Regions from separate parts of the Sus scrofa genome. Here regions 2 and 3 are each linked to region 1. A link is a contact called in public HiChIP or PLAC-seq data. All regions are on one chromosome and are shown on one strand. Each heading gives the region's core, a stretch centred on a gene start, on an enhancer-like site or on the middle of the called end of the contact. The rest is flanking DNA. Distances are from core to core; before and after follow the strand shown. Region 1 holds the start of IFI44 (interferon induced protein 44). Region 2 holds the start of ZZZ3 (ZZ-type zinc finger-containing protein 3). Region 3 holds the start of FUBP1 (far upstream element-binding protein 1).

Evidence for each region. HiChIP or PLAC-seq counts read pairs in DNA pulled down with a chosen protein or histone mark.
Region 2: an H3K27ac HiChIP or PLAC-seq map of alveolar macrophages shows a contact between it and region 1. The contact joins the promoter of ZZZ3 here to the promoter of IFI44 in region 1. A contact is called at or near these places in 1 of 5 promoter capture datasets (liver) and 2 of 2 datasets of contacts at active chromatin or transcription factors (alveolar macrophages and skeletal muscle).
Region 3: a contact with region 1 is called in an H3K27ac HiChIP or PLAC-seq map of alveolar macrophages. The contact joins the promoter of FUBP1 here to the promoter of IFI44 in region 1. A contact is called at or near these places in 1 of 5 promoter capture datasets (liver), 1 of 47 Hi-C or Micro-C datasets (embryonic fibroblasts) and 2 of 2 datasets of contacts at active chromatin or transcription factors (alveolar macrophages and skeletal muscle).

Annotation. Positions count from the first base shown.
Region 1 is chr6:134,647,962-134,652,029 of Sscrofa11.1, reverse strand. It overlaps IFI44 (interferon induced protein 44), which reads left to right and starts at 2,173. Exons shown (of 8, transcript NM_001246205.1): 1 at 2,173-2,230; 2 at 2,233-2,613. The coding sequence starts at 2,173.
Region 2 is chr6:135,604,236-135,608,303 of Sscrofa11.1, reverse strand. ZZZ3 (ZZ-type zinc finger-containing protein 3) reads right to left here and starts at 2,159. Exons shown (of 14, transcript XM_005653415.3): 1 at 1,955-2,159.
Region 3 is chr6:135,279,780-135,283,847 of Sscrofa11.1, reverse strand. FUBP1 (far upstream element-binding protein 1) reads right to left here and starts at 2,374. Exons shown (of 20, transcript XM_021096436.1): 1 at 2,073-2,374. The coding sequence starts at 2,192. DNAJB4 (dnaJ homolog subfamily B member 4) reads left to right here and starts at 2,472. Exons shown (of 3, transcript XM_021096446.1): 1 at 2,472-2,804.

The DNA.
Region 1 (4,068 bases), core at 924-3,423:
AACTTTGTCTGTCTTAATTACTATATCCCTAACCTCTAGAACAGCAGAGGCACATAGTAAGTATCTGGTAAATATTCACTGAAAGAATGAATGAAAGAATCTTCATTCACAACACAAATAGGAAGCTTACCTTGCATAGGTAGAGGTATTAGAGTTAACAGGTAATGAATGAAAATCATCTATTCAAGCGGAAGATCATTGATCTCTTAGATGTTATTGTTCTTACTTTTATTTTCATATTAATGAATTATTTAAGTAAATTTATATATGCCATTGCCCTCAAGATTGTGGCCAGGCCGTTTAACAGTATTGTAAACTTCCTTACAATTCAGGGGAAAAAAACCAGCATAATATATTGTTTGGAAATTGTGGACTGTTTAACAGTTATAGTAAGGTATAATTGAAATGCATTAGATTGCATGTGTTGAAGTACATCATTTGATCAGTTTTGACAAATGTATATACCTGTGAAACCACTATCATTCTGTTTCCACTTAGATTGTAGTTCAAATCTTGGCTCTACAGCTCAGTAGCAGAGTGAAATTTGGCAAATTATTTAACTCCATTACTCTGTTTATTTATCTGAATACTGGAGGCCATATTGGAATCTTTCTCATAAAGACATTGAAAAGAATAAATGAGATTCATGGAAAGTGCCTAGCAAGTAATAAGCATGTAATAACTTCTGGCACATTTTTAGCTTAGTAAATAATACTTAAAGGCTGTTTAGAATATTTTTATTCAGAGTTCCCGTTATGGTGTAGTGGTTAACGAATCCGACTAGGAACCATGAGGTTGCGGGTTCCATCCCTGCCCTTGCTCAGTGCGTCAAGGATCCGGCTGTTGCCATTAGCTGTGGTGGAGGTCGCAGACGTGGCTTGGATCCTGCGCTGCTGTGGCGCTGGTGTAGGCTGGTAGCTGCAGCTCCGATTAGACCCCTAGCCTGGGAACCTCCATATGCCACAGGAGCGGCCCAAGAAATGGCAAAAAGACAAAAAAAAAAAAAAAAGAACATTTTTATTCAATATTTCTTTTGTTTTTTAATAGAGTCAAAAACTTTAATTCCTTTTTGGGTCAGGCAGGTAATTCAAATTTGTCAGAACCAGGAATAGGGGATTTGTGGCGACAGTTGGAATTGAAATGATGAAAAGCATTCAAACTTAAAATGCCCCCTGCCCCACCAACGAAGGAAAGAAGGAAGGGAAAAGAAAGGAAGAAGAGGAATTGTGTTAACCCTACAAAACAAATCTGCAGGTTGTATTTGGCTTATAGGACCCAAGTTTGTGACCCCAGCAAAGTGAAGTCAGAGAAGGAATTTTAGTGTAAAATAATATGATTTAGTATACATTTAACAAATGAAGTTGATTCTGGCTGCACTGAGGACAAATAATTGGAGAGGGAGCAAGTAGAAAAGCAGAGGGACCAATTAGGAGGTTATTTTAGCCATCTACATAATGATACATGTGGATTTGGAATGTATGGAAAGCGGGACTCGAGGTAAGTGAGTGAATTTGAGAGGGCCTCTGGAGTTAGAATAGGCAGCACTTTTTTATGTGCACATATAGAAACTGATCGCATTTTCCTTAAAAATGTTTTTTGAAAAGTCACTTAAAATAGCAGTGCGCTATTAGGATTTTTTTCCCCCTTGTGACTTCAATTCCTTGACTCTCCCAATGTTATTCTGATATGATTTTACCATCTAAAATTGACTGGATCAGTTCCCTCAGCTCACTGGAGGGAAGCTCGCTCACTGCCACCTGGGCGGGGCCACACTGAGTTTCAGTTTCCTTTTCCCGGAGTCTCCAGAAGCCTCAAGATTGCTGAGAAATTTTCTGCTCCTTCGTGCCTGCCTAACTGTCCCAACAGAGCAGCTACCCTCAGCTTCAGCCCCTATATAGATTCTACAAACAGGTAACTGACTTGAAGCTTTTTATTTTTTCCTAGCCACTTGCCAACAATAGACTTTTTTAAAAATTAAAAAAAATCACATGATAAAAAAGTAGATTAGATTTTTCTTGCTGTTTATTCACCCCGGTTACCATTTTCACATGTAATGGAGAGTAGATAAGAGACATAAGTGTAAATTTTGTGATAGTATATTTTAACAGACATATTATCTGTTTTGCAATATTTAATGAAAAATGTATTTGATGTTTCACCAGGTTGAGAAGTATGGCAGTGACAACTTGCTTGACCTGGATGCAGGAAAAGCATCTGAAAACTTATTTTGGAAAGAGCAGTTTAGCCTTCTCTATAAGGCCAGTGTCCATGGATTCTCTAAAGAGAAGTTGCTTGACAGATGCTCTCATCAAGGATCTATTCTAACAGTGGTTTATAATGAATATCACATTCTTGGTGCCTATATGCCAGGGGGTTACCTGGGAGAATTGGACATTTCCATCACCCTTTTTGCCTTTCAAGAGACTGAAATTTCGAAGTGCGAAATAGGACCGCTTAATCCATGTTTGTTGTTTAGTGGAAATAATATCAATTCTGAATTCATTATAAATCTAGAGAAAAAAGCGGTGGTTACTAGCGTGACTACAATGGAAAAGCTTGGACTACCTCAGTGTTGTATGTCCTTTAAGGAATGTGAAGTTTTTCGATGTGAAGGTAGGTTTAACTGCATAAACTTGTGTAGAGTTCGCTTCTTCACATTTGGAGGATTCTAACCGCTTCGTTCCTATAAGATACAATGACTTTTATATTTGCCTTATCTCCAGGTGATCCAGACTGAAATCGGGCCACAAATTGTTTTCCACCACACGAGATAGTCAAAAGTAAATGTGGAGTTTTCTGGAGTGTGTTTGTGTTGTGGAAGGGGTGGCGGAGGAGGCAGAAAAGTTGAAGGGAGGGAGAGGGAGAGAAAGAGAGAGAGAAGAGCAGAATGCAAACTTGAAGATTGTGAGACTCTCTAAAAACTAGAGCTTGAACTTGTTTGATCCTTTGGGCCAGTTTCCTGTTAATATCCATTCTAGCAAACAACTAAAGTTAATTTACCTATTTTTTTTCTATAAGGACATTTAAATTGTTTCTTATGTTTGCTGTTATAAACAATGCTCCTATAATATCTTTAGGCATGTAACTGTGCACAAATATATGTTTTTATGATAACCTCCTGGCCGTGGAATTGTTTAAGAATTATGTGGTTTGCATTTTGATACTTTTCAAAAGCTTCAGTTGTCCGTGCTATCCCTGGGAGTGTGATAGTAGTGCCTCCTTCCCTGAATCCTTTTAATCTTTGCTTTTAATGAGTATTTAAAATATTTACTAACATGATGGTCAAAAGGTGGTTTCTCATTTTATTTTTTGTTTATCCCTGATGGCTAACAAGTCTATGTGTATTGGCTATTTACATTTCTTCTATGAAATACTTGTTTATATCTATCCATTTAAAAGAAGGGCTCCTTGATGTCTGGCACAGACAGGATTGGTGGCGGAGGTGAGGTGTCTCTGCAGCACCAGGATGCAGGTTTTTTTTGCTTTTTAGGGCCTCACCTGTGGCATATGGAGATTCCCAGGCTAGGGGTGATTCAGAGCTACAGCTGCTATGGCCTACAAACCACAGCCACAGCAATGCTGATTCCCGGCCGCATCTGCAGCCTACATCACAGCTCATGGCAACGCCAGATCCTTAACTCACTGAGCAAGGCCAGGGATCGAACCTGTATCCTCATGAAAACTAGTTGGGTTCGTCACTGCTGTGCCACAATGGGAACTCTAGGATACAGGTTCAATCTCCCACCTGGCACAGTGGGTTAAAGGATCTGAGGTAGGTCACAACTGTGGCTTGGATCTGATCCCTGGCTGGGTAACTCCGTATGCCACAGGGTGATCAAAAAAGAACAAAAAAAAAAAAAAAAAAAGATGGAAGGACTCCTAGGAATAGTATTTCCTGAGCATTTGCGTGTTCCAAACTAATTGAGATTTTTATACAAAAATGATGATCAAAGTACATAATTCATGGATCACTTTATTTAAAGGAATATTGTAGTGTTTCCACAGCATTGATGTTGTTGTGGAAAACCTTAGGTCACTTTTATTTATTTGCAGTATTTTTTATTGTTT
Region 2 (4,068 bases), core at 910-3,409, 960 kb before region 1:
GTAATGTACGCATGAGTCAAAAAACAGGTACATTATCACTAAATAAACACAGAATTGAGTAGAAAATTTTTTACTGATTGCTAATGTTGTGATAGTGTATCTTAACACAACACCCCTCCATTTCCTCCCCTTCCATACATGGAAAAACAAATGCATGGAAAATATCTGGAATAATACACAGCTTACAGCTAAGAGTAGTTACAGAGATTTAAGACTGAGGAAGGCAACTCGATGGAATGATTCAGGAAGCATTTCATCCTATATTCTTCTTCGCACTAAGTGCAGGGACAACTAACACGTTTGTAGTTTATAAAATAAAAAAAAAAACCCATGAATGGATTACTTAATTATCAAATTAGTCTTGTAATTAACTTAGCAAAGTTTATATATAACTAAATATATCCAAATACTGCTCAAGAATACCAAAAAAAGTACAGAATAAATTCATTTTGATAAAACACTGGGGAAATGGAGAAAAAGTAATCTGTCAAATTCATTTAAGGAGAAATTGAACTCTACTTTGACATCAAAGTTTACGAAGAGAAGTTTGCTTTTAAATGGCTTAAAACATCCCATTACCTTAAATATGCAATCTAAAACATTCATCCTTGAACAACAAAGATGGCAACCGCATAACAGTACTTATCAAAATCTTATCGATAATTATGAGTTAACAGGCACGTACAAAAAATTAAAGAACGGTTTTATTCCGACGTCAGGTATTGTCATAGATATAAAGGATCCCTACAAATACTACCACAAGTTATCGTAAATACAAAGTAAATTAGAGTGAGGGAGAAGTTATCAAATGATCAAATAAATGTTTAGGAGTAAATGATGCCCAGAGAGAAGAAATGGAACGCGCTCTATCTTAGGCGTCAGAGAAGAGCCAGTGGAGAAAGGTACTGCGGCAGAAACAAGCGACAGAATGTTAACAGGTCTGGAATTCTTTAGAAAATGGCAACAAGGGGAAAAACTGACAAGATCGTCTGAAAGTAAGAGGAACGGTATCCAATGGAATCGTCACGTCTGTGCGAGCACTGCTCCAAACTTCCAGTGAGACGGGGGAGGAACGATCACTGAGCGGGGGAGAAGGAGCCCCGGCTGAGGGATGCATTCGCTTCTGCAGGTGGCGGAGCGCCCGCAGGGGGGTGGGGAGAATAGTGTCGCCTCAAATGGGTCAATACATTCCCTTCAGGACTAGAGGAAGCTGACACAGCATGTCTCCCGGCACCAAGAGGCACGTGCCCCGGCCCCTCCCTATCAACTTGCCTTGTAGAAAGAGTTGCGAGTCTCAAGCCCCCCGGAACCCAGGGCTCCGCCATCCAGGACAACTGCTCTGCCAACAAGGTCCCGCGAGAATCGGGAGATCTCGCGATACAAGCCCACAAGCATCTCGCGAGTTTGCGGCAGAACCAACATGGCGGTACAGAGAAACTAGTATTTCGGCATATAAAAAGTATTTCGTTAACGAAGAGAAGAATGAGTGTGACACAGAAAAAACAGAAAGTCTTTTCTGTCTTATATTTCTCTTCATAACCCCCTAGTAGAGATGAAAAGCGGCAAACAACCCTAAAACCTCAGACGACCACGATTACACTACAACAAACACAGCAGCCCTCTGCCTCAGCCAACCTCCCCAATATGTCACGTGGAGGCAGAGTCTCTGCGTGCCGGTCACGTGGACCGCTACTAAGCGAGCGCGCGCCCGTCGTCCGCCCCAGAGACTTCCCCGCCCCCCTTTTGCCCGCGCACACGTGCGCGCGCACCCCCGCCCCACGTGGGGGCTTCGCCGTCGCCGCCGCAGCCGCCGCCGCCGCTACCTCCAGCCCACCCCCTCCCTGCACTCGGTTCCAAATCCGGGTCCCAGAATCGGTTGTCCGGTGGTTCCCTCCTGCTCCGTTCTCCCTCCCCCATCTCTAGCCGCCACCACGTGCCCCGAGCGCCTGCTCACCTTTCGCGTGGGGCCAGGCACCTCGGGCCACTCGGGGAGGCGCCGCCGTCGTGGCTGCTCTCCGCCCCCGCCACGGCACTGGCTTGGGTGGCCGCCGCCGCAGGAAGCTCGACAGCGGCGCCGGGGCGCTTCCAGGTGGGTCCCCGCCTCCCGCTCCTGCTACTTCCCGCAGCACCAGCGGCTCCTTCCGGTCCCCTCCTTTCTCCTCCTCGCTGGGACAGGCGGGCGGTGGCGGCTGCTGGCGCGCTCACTACACCGCCTGCTGGTAACCGCAGCCGGTGCAGCGCCAGCGGGCCGGGTGGGCCGGGGGTGGCCGAGTTTCGCCCCCGCGGTTCGCCCGCGCCCCTCGGCAAAGGTTGGTCTAATGAGGGCAGGACACATTCCATCCCTTGCCTGTAGTCAGGGTACTACCGTTGGAGGAAAGTCTTCCCGGTAGCCCGGCCGTTGGTCCTCTTCATCCTGCCCTTTGTGGCCTCTTGAGAGATTTGTACACTCTCCCTCCCTTAGCAGTGTGGTCTCAGGTAGGAAAATATCTGTATGTACATTGAATATGCTCCTGCCTTCCTCCAGCCGCATAGAACCCTCGCACGCCTCTCTGGTTTTCTAGCTGTTCCTACAACACGCAGGCTCGATCCACTTCAGGACTTTGCGTTTGCTATAGCCTGCGCTAGAACACTTCCTCCAGATTTTTTTTTTTTTTTTTTTCTTTTTAGGGCCGCACCCGGGGCATATGGAGGTTCCCAGGCTAGGGGCCAAATCGGAGCTGCAACTGCCAGCCTACACCTCAGCTCACGGCAACTGCTGGATCCTTAACCCACTGACTGAGGCCAGGAATCAAACTCAAGACCTCATGGATCCTTGTCGGGTTGCTTATGCTGAGCCACGTGGTAGATGTTCCACAAGTATTTCAGTTCCCTTCTCAAAGGTGGACATCTGAAACTTCACAGACCAGCTCTATCCAAAAGAGCACACTTGCACCATCGCTCTTACTGTCTTTACTTGCTTATATGACAGTTATCACTTACAGACATTTGTCCACCCTTTACCACCAAGAATGTGAGATCCTTAAAGGTAAGGAAGGACTTTTGCTCTTGCTGTATCCACAGACCTGTGTCTGGCACAAAGTTTGTTTTTTGTTTTTTTGTTTTTTTTGTCTTTGCCTTTTCTAGGGCCACTCCCGTGGCATATGGAGATTCCCGGGCTAGGGGTCCAATCGTGAGCTGTAGCCACCGGCCTACGCCACAGCCACAGCAATGCAGGATCCCAGCCTCGTCTCCGACCTACACCACAGCTCAGGGCAACGCCGGATCTTTCACCCACTGAGCAAGGCCAGGGACCGAACCCGCAACCTCGTGGTTCCTAATCAGATTCGTTAACCACTGAGCCACAACGGGAACTCCTGGCACAAAGTGTTTAATACTCTTATTAAATCATATCAAGGAACTATAGTGAGCATGCAAGAAAATAAAGGCCCACACTGATAGAGATAAGTCCTTTTTTTTCTTTTCTTTTTGCTTTTTAGGGCTTCACCTTCAGTATATGGAAATTGTCAGGCTAGGGGCCACAGTCACAGCAATGCAGATCCAGAAGTGCATCTGCAACCTACACCATTCCTTAACCCACTGAGCGGGATTAGGGATTGAACTTAAGTTGTCATGGTTACTAGTGAGGTTCCTTACAGGCTGAGCCACAATAGGAACTTCTAAAAGCCACTTTAACTGGAACTCTTCTGCAGTTATCCTGCACTGCTTGATTGCTCTCTTGTTTTCTTATCTTTGAAACTTTTTTTTTTAGGCAAGTGGATATGGGCCTCCTTTTCTTTTGCTAATGAAAATTGTTAAATGGTTGAAATGCCTTTTTGTACTTGTTTTAGTTGGGAGTTCAACTCAAAAGAACATGTTTGGAGATAAATTGTGGCAGGTATGTTCTTAAATTGGCACATCAACAAGTCTTTCTTTGTTGAATCAACTTAGTTCCAGGCCTTCTACTAGGACTAGAGACACAAAAATAAACAAAACAGGGTTTCCCTACCTTGCTGTATATGCTGTTAGAGCCAGGTTCTAATTTAAAATAACTGTAACAGCACTGGGAACTATAGTCACTTATGATGAAGC
Region 3 (4,068 bases), core at 1,125-3,624, 630 kb before region 1:
GATAAGGAAAAAGTAGTCCAGATATTAACTTGTTCATTTCACCCAAGCATTTCCCCCTATACTTCACTTATACAATCAGAAAATCAGCTACAATCGGTATATGGGGCCATTCTCAAATGTAATCAGAAGGGGTAATTCAACTCAAATGCTAAACTTGAGAATCTTAGCTTTAAGATCAATTCTGCAGAAACTCAGATTTTAAGATCAAGTCTGTAATCAAATTACAGTAAAGACCTTTGTAAATCATTACAGCAAGGACATGGGGCAGCTGACCTATTGGCATATAGCAAAGGTCAAGAAATTTCATAGTTTGAGGACAATTTCTATACTAAAAAAAGCTGCTAACCTGTCTTCAGAGAGTTGTATCCACATTTTCTCACCTCATTTTCCACCCTCCTTCCCCACTCAACCCTATTCTCCAGTGACTTCACTGTTATGGTCTTTCATCCCCCAAGCCTCCAAATCTCTGCACATGCTGCTTCTTTCTCCACTGGTCAAACTCTCATTCTTTAATGCCTCACTTAAAATATCAGTCCTTTACTTTGGCAGTAAGGAAGCCCACTCCTCTAGTTTTGTGTACAGTGCCTGATGCACGGTAGAACTCTATAAATGTTTACAGAACAAATGGATGAATTAACAGTGCCCATTATTTTGTCTACTCTGACTATATCACAGTTTCAAATAAGGCAAAAACCCAATTAACACATTAAAAAAAGTCTCCAGTATATAAATACATTGTGTGGCACAATTTAATTTAACATGCTAGTTGAATAACATAATTCAGGTGAGTCTACCAATCCAATCTATAATAAAACCCGTCTAACAGAGTCCCTGTCATGATAAATGTTTCAGTTGCTATTCTAAACTTGTTCAGAAAAAATAAATATTAAGTGAAGAAATCACAGACTTAGTATTTATTAATGTCTTTCTGTTGACTCTGGAATATTTTTGATTATAAACAAGCACAGGTACATTTTTATTAATATGTTCATACTATAAAAGTACGGGCAATTTGCTACATTACTACAGATTTTATGGATTTTGACTCAAACAATCCTTTAACCAACTGGAGGGTGAAAAGTAGGTTAAGGAAGTCAACTTCTAATGCAATGAAAATACACCACAAGATTAGTTTCTGATTACCATTAGTTTAACAGCCTACTCAAAAAGCGTCTAGCACCTAATGTGCATTGGGTCTTAACAAGATTCTTACTGTTGCTTAAACACCAAGTCCACACCAACAATATTCTAAAGTTACAATTATATTAAGGGAATTTAACGAAGGCAAAGTTCAAATTACATCCTGGAGCACAACATACTTTTTTTTAAAACAGCTTTCGCTTAGGAAAGAAGTGACTTCAGGGCAAATGTACGCACCTACGTAATACAAAGAGGTCTGCTCAGTTTACGACTCCGAACTGAGAGGTAGATTCAAATTGAAACTTCGGGTATAATGGGCCTGAAGCCATTTTGAGAAATAAGAGAGAAGGAACGGTAGAAGACAAGTCAATCCCGCCCTGAGGAGGGATTCCAACCCGGGATACCAGTGCTCTCATAATTCTTGTAGGTGTGAAAGCTTATGGCCACCGAAAGATTAATTGCGAGAGAGCTCGAATGGGCTGGAAAGTCTAAAAAATGCTTTAATGACAGATACCTTTCCTTACTATGGCTCCTGCGGACGGACCCTAGTCCTTTGCCAAACTCATTACCAGAAGCTTCCACACTATTGTGTAAAACTACGCGCGCTTTATCCCATGGAGGATGATGTTCACTCTGAGAAAAAGGAAATCTTAACTCCTTGGAGAAAAAAGCGTGAGTGCCGCAGAAGCGGGAGAAAAACCTAAAGCCATCTTCGCGTAGTTCGCGTCGGGGTTCCAAGTGGCTTAAACGCCGAGGACACAAAACCGAATTCCAGCCTCTCGTCGGCAACACCAACGTGGGGAAACGGGAGACTTCTCACAATTCAGAGCCCGGAAGGGCACTTCTCTCGCTCAGGCGCGAAGTAGCGGCCTACTCAGCCAGCGGCCAATTACCGTGAGCTATCGGGATCCCGCCGCGCGGTCCTGACTTACCTGCCGGGCTCGCTGCAGCGCATCTTTGAAAGCATCGTTAACTCCTCCACCGCCGCCGCCGCCGCCTCCACCACCAGCTGAGCCAGAGGAGGGTGGAGGTACTGTTGAATAATCTGCCATGCTTACACTACAGTGGCCGCTACCGCTTCTTCGTAGAGACCCCTCTGCCAACTGCTAAGAAAGAAAGAAAATGGCGGCCGTCGAGGCTGTATCACATTCTTGTGCGACCATCGTGCCGTAAAGGGGCGGAGACTGAAAGGAGAAAATCTCGCGGTGTTTTGAGGCTACGAGCTGGTATGGGGGTGGGGCTGGGGAGGGCGAAGGCAGCGAGATGTCGCGAGAATTGTCTTTAGGTTTCGCGAGAATGGGGGTCCTTTAGGCACCTCCTCTTTGTGTTCTTAGGTTGAAGTTGTGCGGTGGTCACACGGGGGCGGTGGGTAAGACTGGCAGTGCGGGCGCCAATGGTTCGAGTTTTGGAAAGCCCGAAGAAAAGGAGTAGTTTCTTATCAGTCGCCGGCTCAGGGAAGTAGTGTGGGTGGGTTTCCCTCCGAGGGTCGTGCAGTGTATCCACGGGGAAGGGATGACGTCGATAGGCGTAACGACAGCGCAACAGTGACTCTTGAGAGCGCTGCCTCCAGAAGTGCACCTGGGAGAATTGGGCGAGCTACGCGGCGCGATGATGCTCCGGAAGACGTCTGCCCGGCCTAGCGGGAACGCGGCGTGATTTTCAGGGTAGTAAAGTGTCCCTGTATTTTACTTGTAGATTGTCAGATTTCTTAGTTTTATCACAAGAGGGGATGAATTCAGGGTGGGGGCCTTAGTTCTGGAGCTTATTTCGAAGGTTTTGTGCAAATAATGTGAGTGAGGCTCTGAGGTTATGATTGCCTTTTTCTTTACCTTACCGTGATTGTTCCTAAAACTCAGTTTTAAACAGGTTTTGTAACCTAGTGTGTGTGTACGTATCCCTGGCCACTTTTACTGAGCTCCTTGAAGTTGAGAACAGCATCCATTTCCTGACCAAAATTGACCATATGGCTTCTTAGAAATAGTTTTCCCCAGCTGCAGCCTGTGAGATTTCAAATATAATGTGTTGTATTGCCGTCCCAGGGCTAGATGATGATGACGATTGTTATTATTTGTATTTTCTGTTATCTACTTCAGTTACTGGGTAATTTCCGACGTTCCTTCAGACCTTCAGCTCATGTCGTAGCATATAATTTAATGGTAGTAGTTTCAGACTCATTAGGATGCTTTAGGAGTCGATCGCAGTGATTTTTTACCCCTAAATTCTTTCCTTTGAGGGGACAAAGAATGAGGTAAAGTGAACTTTACCAAGTAAAGTGTTTTGGGTTTTGTGAATTAGGTTTCAAAGTGTACTTGTCCCATTGCTGGTGATGAGTAGAGAGAACTGTGTGCTGCAGTCTTCTTGATACTTAAAATTACTGGGTTCACTTGCTCAAGGACTAAAATAAGTCAGATAACCAAGCAGTTACATGCACAGAGATACACGTGGGGCATCATTTCCCTCTAATGAGCTTTTCTTACCATCCTATCCATTTATAGCTCTGATTATCTTTTTAATTGTGCATAGCCATCTATTTAGATTTGGGGGAAATTTGTATTTGGGAAAGCAGTGAATTTATTGGACTACAGATTTAAGCATAACTGGTAAAAAAAAAAAAACCAACTAAAAGCAGCATTGGGTGGTATTACTAAATAGTATTTTTTCAATTGTTTTAGTCTGCCCAATAAATGACATTTATTAATTGGTAATTGATTTTTTCATATTTTACTAATTAGACTTATATACAAATGTCTTAATCAACATAGTGTTAACCAGAGAGATAAACTTTAGTTCGTGTATACCACAGTTTTAGTTGTCTCTAAATATTAAAACTAAGTAAAGACCTCCATTTCTAGTTTTTGGTAGATTCTTCTGGAAGTATAGGTATTCTAGGATGGGAACAATTTAGAATCAGTCTAGAGCAGGATTTCT